Linked DNA regions of Ovis aries: region 2 is linked to region 1. A link is a contact called in public Hi-C data. All regions are on one chromosome and are shown on one strand. The core of a region is the stretch at or near the end of the contact, and the rest is flanking DNA. Distances in the headings are between cores, read along the strand shown.

The links. Hi-C and Micro-C count contacts between places; a contact is called where the count stands out from the background.
Region 2: a Hi-C map of liver shows a contact between it and region 1, with 4 times the contacts expected there. The contact joins the promoter of CATIP here to the promoter of LOC101108811 in region 1. A contact is called at or near these places in 2 of 16 Hi-C or Micro-C datasets (liver and tail adipose tissue).

The regions. Positions count from the first base shown.
Region 1 is chr2:220,225,140-220,229,474 of ARS-UI_Ramb_v3.0, forward strand. It overlaps LOC101108811 (C-X-C chemokine receptor type 2), which reads right to left and starts at 2,933. Exons shown (of 2, transcript XM_042244218.2): 1 at 912-2,933.
Region 2 is chr2:220,383,494-220,388,108 of ARS-UI_Ramb_v3.0, forward strand. It overlaps CATIP (ciliogenesis associated TTC17 interacting protein), which reads left to right and starts at 1,724. Exons shown (of 9, transcript XM_015093533.3): 1 at 1,724-2,056; 2 at 2,489-2,689; 3 at 2,976-3,031; 4 at 3,194-3,280; 5 at 3,469-3,636. The coding sequence starts at 1,939.

The DNA of each region.
Region 1 (4,335 bases), core at 1,683-4,182:
ATACACACAGGGAAAAACATCTGCTGTTGGTTGGCCCCATAGTGGCATCAGCTCTACCTATAATACTGCCTCTGTGCTCTCTTTGACTTTCTCCATCCTCAGCCATGTCTGGGCTTTCAGATGGGAGGACTAAGTTTTTCGACACATTCGGGAAGGGCCAGCATCAGGCAAAATGCAAGGAGGCAAACCTGCTCTAGGGCTTCCTAGGTGGCTCAGTGGTAGAGAAACTGCCTACTGATGCAGCACATGTGGGTTTGATCCCTGGACAGGGAAGATGCCCCTGGAGAAGGAAATGACAACCCCCTCCAGTATTCTTGCCTGGAGAATTCCATGGAGCCTGGTGGGCTACTGTCCCTGGGGTGGCAAAGACAAAACCTGCTCTCAGATGCCCCTTTCTATGCTATTTCCCCTCCATGGTCTTCCTGGTGCTTTGTTTGTTTGTTTGTTTGTTTGTTTGTTGCTGTGTTATGCAGCCTGCAAGGGCCCAGCGGTAAAAGTGCTGAATCCTAACCACTGGACTACTAGGGAATTCCCTTGCTGATTCTTATTTAACCTTAAAATCCACTGAGGGAAGAAAATAATAGTAATAAATTGCATTAAAGTGTATTTCAAGGGACTTCCCTGATGGTCCAGTGGTTAAGACTCCCTCTCCCACTGCAGAGGGCACAGGTTCAGTCCCTGGTTGGGGAACTGAGATACCACATGCCGTGCAGCAGAGCCAAAAAAAAAAAAAGTGTATTTTAAGCCTTTTCTCTAAAGGAGCAATAAATGTCTGGGTCCTCTGTCTAAAGAAATTGAAAGCATTTAAGAGAAACCCCCATCATGGCCACCCCTTAAATATCCACAGAATCCTTCAGCGCTTTTCAAATGACTTTTAAGGTTGTTAAACATTTAGTGAAGCAAAATCTTACCAGAAGAAACAGACGTGAAACAGACAAAAGCTCTTCTGCTGAGGAGGGTGGGTGTGCCCCTTTCTCCATCTAAGTAGTCACTACAGAGGAGGTTCCCGCAAAACCTCCAGGGTTCTTCAGAGAACAATCTGAAAACCTACAAACGGTTACCAAGACTGGAAATAAGGATAGCTGGCAACCAGTGCTCATTCTATCCTGATTCTGTCATTAATAAGCTATGTGACCTTGAGCGGGTCCTTTTACCTCTCTAGGTTTCCATTTCCTCATCCAAACTGAGGGAGGCAGAGTACATAACCCCTGAGATGCTTCCAAACCTGAGGTTCTATGAATTCATGCAAACCCACACCTTTTAATATCTCTGCCAGGACTGCATTTTCACAAAAGACTAAGCCTCAGGATCATCCTCTTCCCTAAGAGAGGGGAGACGTGGAATTTCCCAGGTGGCACAGTGGTCTAGAATCTGTCTGCCAATGTAGGAGACACAGGCTTGATCCCTGCTCCAGGAAGATACCACATACCACGGAGCAATTAAGCCCATGAGCCACAACTACCACTGAGCCCATGCTCGGGCCTGCAAGCTGCAGCTACTAAGCCCCTGTTCCACAGCTACTGAAGCCTGTGTGCCTAGAACCCGTGCACCTCAACTAGAGAGTAGCCCCCACTCTCTGCAACAAGAGAAAGCCCCTGTGCAGCAACAAAAACCAGCGCAGCCAAAAAAAATTTTTTTTAATAAATAAATATTTTTAAAAGGAGAGAAGAGGTATGAAAGGTGAAGGTGAGAAAACTGTGGCCCCCTGGTCACCATCTGTGAAAGTGAAGTCACTCAGTTGTGTCCGACTCTGCGACCCGTGGACTGTAGCCCACCAAGCTCCTCTGTCCATGGGATTCTCCAGGCAAGAATACTGGAGTGGGTTGCCATTTCCTTCTCCAGGGGATCTTCCCGACCCAGGGATCGAACCCAGGTCTCCCACATGGCAGGCAGACACTTTAACCTCTGCACCACCAGGGATGCCCTTAAATTCAAGAATACAGTCTCTCAGAAAACCTCTTATAGAGACACAGAACTTCAGATCCAAGTACTAACATCAAAGATTTCAATGGAGGAAAGGAAGCCAGGTTGAAAGAAGAAGGGGGAGGAGGCGGGAGAGGAGGGGCGAAAGGGGTGGCCTTACAGACGTCTCCTGCCACCTACAGATACCCAGGCGTTATGGGACTTTTCCTGGGCCTCCAGAGAAGGGAGGACTGAAACTCGGCCCTACCAGAAATCAGACCAGACCAGAACCAGAATTCGAGTTCTCTGCCAAGAGGAGATGATCAGTCTCCAATCCTCAGCTCAGGCTGAGGACCCTTCAACCAGATTCCTGCATCTAGGACCGGGGGACTAGAAAAACAGGGAAGGATAGGAAAGGTTAAGGAGAGGAAAGAGAGAGGGAAGGGGAGAGAGGTCAATAAAGCCTCTTGTTTCTTACTGGTCGGGGCATTCTGGCCAGTTGTCTGCATCAGGAGGAGACCAGGGACAAAAGGGGTCCCAGCTGCGGCCACTGGGTCTGGTCCACTGGCAGGCAAGCTGGCCCCTGAGTACCCCGAGTGGTCAGGATATCAGTCTCAGCAAAGAAGAGTCCCCGCCAGAGTCGCCATTTGTTGCAGGAAGGTGGACCCCTTCCAGGTCCCGAAACTGGGCTCTTGTCTAACACTCGGAAATGAATTGTCTGAGGAGACACATGTGCTGACAAAACAAGAGATTTTATTGGGAAAGGGCACCATCTGTAGCCATGTATAAAAACAGAACTGAATACATGGTCATGAGAAAGGAGGCAGGGAGTCAATGGAGTACAAATCACAGGTCCCAGACAAGCAGATGCATTTTCCAAAATATAGTCAGACTAAGTCACCCTGCCCCAGAAAAAGTCCTGGCAATCAGAGATTGCTTCCTACCTGAGTCACCAACCATGTATGTCCAACCGTAAGAGCCTGGAACTCAGAGACCAGAGTGCCTTAACACTGAGAGGAAACTTGATGAATAAAGAATAGGGAAGCCTCTTCACAGCACAGCTCCTCCCTGGGCCCTGCCCATGTCTATATTTGGAGAACAGGTTAAATCAGGGGGTCACAGAGTATCAGAGACTCCCAGGGTCCCTGTGTCCAAGCAGGGGAACCCAGGGTGAAGATGGAGTTAAGGATCCATTATCTGAATTCTCCACTCTGTGGATGGCTATTGTCATTCTCTTCCTTTTCTTGCTTTTATTTCCATTTGAAAGCTTCCAAATTGTCTGACCCGAATAAAGGGAAAGAACTTGACTTTATATAGTACAGATTCTAGCAGTCCATATGGGAGGGCCTTGTAGGAGCCCTCCACCAGCGGGGTGGGGTTGACGGCTAGAGGACAACCCAGTAGGAAGGAGGTCGAAGACTGAGTAGTGTTTGGACAGCAAACACACAGTGTTTACTTAAACTCTAGACTCCTCTGGGATGGAGATGTTGATGGCTCTTCGGAGGAAGAACTAATCCTCCTCCACCACCAATGAAGAACTGCTTGATTAGAATGGCCCTGAGTCTGGGGGCCACTCCTGGAGTCTGGCTGGACCACAGGGAGCCCAGCAGAGCTGGGGCCGATGGTAGTGAGTGGAGGAGTGGTGGTAATGTCATTCTCCCGGCTCTCAGTCTTGACGGATGGCATCTCTGGGAACCTGCCTTAGCTGCTCCCAGCAGCTAATGTCTGTCCCTTACCTTTACCTCTGGTACTTCAGTCACTTCTTCCTTATAACAGGAACCTTATTGTCCTGTAACGATGAATTTACAAGTCAGTCTGCCCCACCAGACCGTGGGCTGCTAGAGACCACGCCAATTCACCTTCAGAGCCTCTGCCAGGATACAGAGTAAGTGGTTACTCAATGGTTATAGGGTAAACAACATCAGTCATATCTCCTTGGATTGATGTGTCGTGGGTCCTCCCCCATCCTCTTCCTGCGACTCAGGGTGCCTATCACTTTAAGGAACAGAGTCTATATAAGCTGTGCCTGAAAGCTGCACTTGCTTATAGCCGAGCTGGACTGTCTGTCCTTTCCAAACTACCTGCTACTGTTTAAAGTTGGTGCTAATCTATGTTCTGCCTCTACCATGCATGCCGAATGTAGCATGGCACTGGTGCCTACAATTCTGCCCCTGGCAAGCATATTTCTTAAACTAAGTCATGCTTTCCTCCTGGGTTCTCTTATCCTTTATAAGTAATAGCAGGAAGTGTAAGCAGACAATTGCCCTGCCTGGGGCTACCCATGCTTTGCTTTTACAGGTGTTGACCAGTTGCGACCTGATGCCTAGACTAGAAAGGACTTGAAGATGGGGTAGTCCCTGGAGAGAGCAGACATGTCTCCTATTAATCATCTAGGGAAAAGGTAGCTCCTGGGGCAGAAAATAGAGAACAAGG
Region 2 (4,615 bases), core at 474-2,973, 160 kb after region 1:
GTTTTTATGTGGACAGATGTTTTCAGCTCTCTTGCGTATACACCTCAGAGTGGAATTGTCATACAGCAACTTCACATTTAATATTTTGAGGAACTAACAAACCACTTCCCAAAGCAGTTGTGAATTTTCTTAATGCCACTGGTGGTGGCTCACGTGCAGAGAAAGACTTATTCAGAATTCACTTGGGCTTTCAAAAATTAGTGCTCGATTTTTTTAAATGCAAATTTTAAAACATTTTTAAAACGTCTAAGTTCAATTTTGTCACGCCATTCTAATTATAAACCTAGCTAATGCTTTTTACAGTTATTTATTTATTTACTTTTGGCTGTGCGGGGTCTTTGTTGGTGCTCAGGCTTTCTCTAGTTGCAGTGAGCGGTGGCTCTTTGCTGTGTGCATGGTCTTCTCATTGCAGTGGCGTCTTTTGTCGCAGAGCACAGGCTCTAGGTGCTCAGGCGTCAGCAGTCGCAACTCGTGGGCTCTAAAGCTTGGGCTCAGTACTTCTGGTGTATGGGCTGAGCTGCTCCTCAGCATGTGGAATCTTCCTGGACCAGGGATCAAACCCATGTTCCATGCGTTGGATTCCTAGTCACTGTACCACGAAGGACGTCCTAGCTAATATTAACTTTTAAGGGGACTTCAATTAACAATTTGTCCTCTTTACAAAATTAAAACTGCTTTAGGCAGTTTATGCCTTATTTATTCATTCCATTTATTCTACTACTTTTTTAAAAGCAATTGATTGTTATATGCCAATTGTAAAAAGTAGAGACATCACTTTGCTGACAAAGGTCTGTATAGTCAAAGCTATGATTTTTCCAGTAGTCATGTATGGATGTGAGAGGAAGGCTGAGCATCAGAGAATTGATGCTTTCGAACCATGGTGCTGGAGAAGGCTCTTGAGAGTCCCTTGGACTGCAAGGAGACCAAACCAGTTGATACTAAAGGAAATCAACCCTGAATATTCATTGGAAGGACTGCTGCTGAAGCTGAAGCTCGAATACTTTGGTCACCTGATGCGAAGAGCTGACTCATTGGAAAAGACCCTGATACAGGGAAAGATGGAGGGCAGGAGGAGAAGGGAGCAACAGAGATGGCTGAGTAGCATCATCAACTCAAAGGACAGTGAAGGACAGGGAAGTCTGGCATGCAGCAGTCTGTAGGGTTGCAAAGAGTCAGACACAACTAAGCAACTGAACAACATATCCCAGTAACATTGGAAAAAATAAAGGAAAAATAATTCTCTAATTTTTTTTAAACAAATTGATAAACCAGCTTCCCAAGTACTTTTAATGCAATCTAATAAAAGTAAACATACGAATATAGTAAAATTTAAAGTTTTTTTAAAGTAAGTAAGTAAGTAAAGTCACTCAGTCGTGTCCGACTCTTTGTGACCCCGTGGACTGCAGCCCACCAGGCTCCTCAGTCCATGAGATTCTCCAGGCAAGAATACTGGAGTGGGTTGCCATTTCCTTCTCCAATTTACAATCCCAGTAAGAACTGAACTCCAAAGTACAGTTGTATGTTACAGCTTCCAAGGTCATTGTAAATACTCATGTCATCCCTTCTGCCGCCTAAGAATGTCAAATACTCCCTCTGCTGGACAGTATCTCAAGTTTGGGCTTAGCCCCAGAAGTCACAGTTCCAACCAGCTACTCGAAGTTCTGGGTGTTTAGTGAAATGGGTTAATGGCCCTTTAAGAGGCAGTAGGGAGCTCCCAGTTGCCATGGAGACATCTGGAAACAAAGAGGGTAGCAGCAGGCAGCATGTCCTCTAAAGTTCAATCCAAAGGTGAGAAGAGGGCTGAGGAGGTGGGAGGTGGGGGCCTGGAAAGTGAGGGGGGGCATCTCTCCCTCATCATCCACCTTGGGGTGGCCTTGAAAGATTCTGCTCTTGGGACTCCGGCCCCATTGCTGTCCTCCTCAGGGCCCGCCATCTGCCATGTCAGCCTCTCCTCTCTCCATAGGCTCCAAAGCCAAGGACCACCAACCCTCAACCCAGGAGAATCTGCCACCCCCAGAGGCCAACGCTGAGGCCATTCACTTCCTCAACTCCCTCCGTGAGCCTGGGTGGTGAGGGTGGAGGGGGTGGACAAAACTGTGGACAGGAGGAAGAGAGAAAGCCCAGACATGGCCACCCCTCTCTCAGCCTTGAATCTCCTGGGACTCAGAAAGGGCCTGAAGCATATTGGTTGATAGTCTTCAACTAATGGAAGACCCCAGGGACACAGCGGGGGTGGGGATCGCTGTGCGTGTGTGTGTGTGTGTGTGTGTGTGTGTGTGTGTGTGTGTGTGTGTGTGTAGACGGGTGGGGGGTATCTGCACCTCTGACTGCTGCAGAGGCCAATGGAGGGGAGGCAGGGGCTGCCTGGGAGATGTGAGATGAGGAGAGGGTGGGTGGAGACCGTGGGGGCACTGGTGGCCAGGGGGTCAGAGAGTTGAGGACTAGGAGCTGGGGCTTTAACTGTTCCCACGGGACCCTCACTCCGCAGGGCAGGAGGAGCTGCTGCTGCTGTTCTTCTCAGAGACTCTGGTCATGGTCTCGGACACAGGGGAGCCTCAGGGAGAGCTGACCATTGAGGTGCAGGGAGGGAAATACAAAGACCAATCTGGTGTCATTACGTACTTCCCCTTCGTGCATGCCTCCAGCCGAGGCTTCGTGGACAAAACACTCTGCGGAAGCTCCCTTCTGGGTAGAGCACCTGACCAACCCCCACCCCCCAACCCTGACTGTCCTACTCTGCCCTCCACCCCCAGCCCCTAACTCCCAGGACGTTCACTCCGTACCAACCCTTTGATTTCACCTTGGGACTAGAACGAGGCAGAGAGAAAGCGTGGGATGTGGGGTGACAAGAAGATCATCACAGCCTTAGTTTTGACCTGTGGCCACCCTACCCCTGAGTTGTCCAGCCCAGGCCACCACCTGCCCTTCCCACAGTCTCCAGCCCTGTCTCCTGTGTTCACCTCCCTCCCCCTCAGCCTATCTCTCGTGGAAACTGGAGGTTGTGGAACAACAGAGTCAGGAGTTCATCAAGGTACCTGCTGGGTCCCCAGCCTTGACCACAGATAGAAGGTTTTCTATCCACATCTCTCCTCGGTTTTCTCATTTATGGAGGATGGACAAGGTGGCCTCTGGGGGATCTCACTCATATACAGTCGGTGAGTCCCTGATTCTCCCCTCCTGCTCTGGCCCCTAGTTCCACATTCTCCCCATGGAACAGAAGACGAGTTTGCTGAAGCAGGATGATCAGCTGGCCATGACCAGAATGGTCAAGGAGGGTGAGGTAAGGTGAGAGCCAGGTGGGAGCCATACTCAACATCCTCTTTGGAACCACAAACTGGGGACAGATGGTGTCAGGCCAGGAGCCTGCCTGGGGACCCTATGGACTGGACCATATGCTCAACACCTGGCTTGCCCAACCTCCCCCTACTTCCCAGCTCAAGGTCCCTGACCCAGATTTCTCCTGGACAGGAAGTGAAGACCGAAGTGACTTTCTTCCCCAGGCCCTCCATTGAGGGCTTCGTCTCCCAGGCCGCTAACCTGGTGTTGCTGAGGGTGATGGCCTGGCGTCACACGGTGCCCAGCAATGCTCGTTTCCTGGCCTTGGATTCTGAAGGCAAACTCTGCTATTCTACCTACGTGAGCCATCTCCCTGGGCGGGAACTTGGTCTGCAGGCAAACCAGAAGGGGCAGGGAGGATGCTGATTTGGGAGAAAAAGCAGCTGTGGAGTGGAAGAGCGGGTGGGGTGGGGATAAACCCTGGCGTGTGGGGGTGAAACTTCCAAAGGCAGGAGAAAAAAAGATTGCATTTGTTAGAGAGAAGACCAAGGCAAGTGGTGTGAGGAAGATAGGGACTAAAAAGGTGGGAGCAACGGAAGAAAGCGATGCTTTTTGCACAAAAGCCAGTTCAGGAAAAAAAAAAACAGTGTGGGGCCACTTTTAGAGACTTTTTTTAAACATCAGGAAATTTAAATCTCCTAATTCACTTGAATTTTATTTTATCTCAACCCTGAAAGGTGCTTCTTTATTTTGGCTAAACTTTCATCACCAACCTACCTAGGACTTCCTGCAATATGTGATTTTGAAGCTGTGTCTGTGGACATACACTTTGGGGGCTGATTTGACCAGCTTTGTAAATGACACTGGAGTCTCTTCTGTCACAAACATGACAAACAGCAATGAGTTTGACACAAACAGGCACACACCATTTCCCCCCAATTTTCTCTGTTTTTATGTTAGCACTTTTCTCCTCGCAGCCATAGCTGTAATAGGGATTTAAGTTTTAATTACAACAGGTAGCTTGCATGGGCCTGAGATAGCCCCAAATCTCAGTCTCAATTCTTGCTCCTTGGAAGAAAAGCTATGACAAACCTAGACCACATATTAAAAAGCAGAGATAGCACTTTGCCAACAAATCTCCGTATAGTTAAAGCTGTGGTTTTTCCAGTAGTCATGTACAGATGTGAGAGTTGGACCATAAAAAAGGCTGAGCATGGAAGAATTGATGCTTTCGAACTATGGTGCTAGAGAAAACTCTTGAGAGTCTCTCGGACAGCAAGGAGATCAAAAGAGTCAATCCTAAAATAAATCAATCTTGAATATTCATTGGAAGTACTGC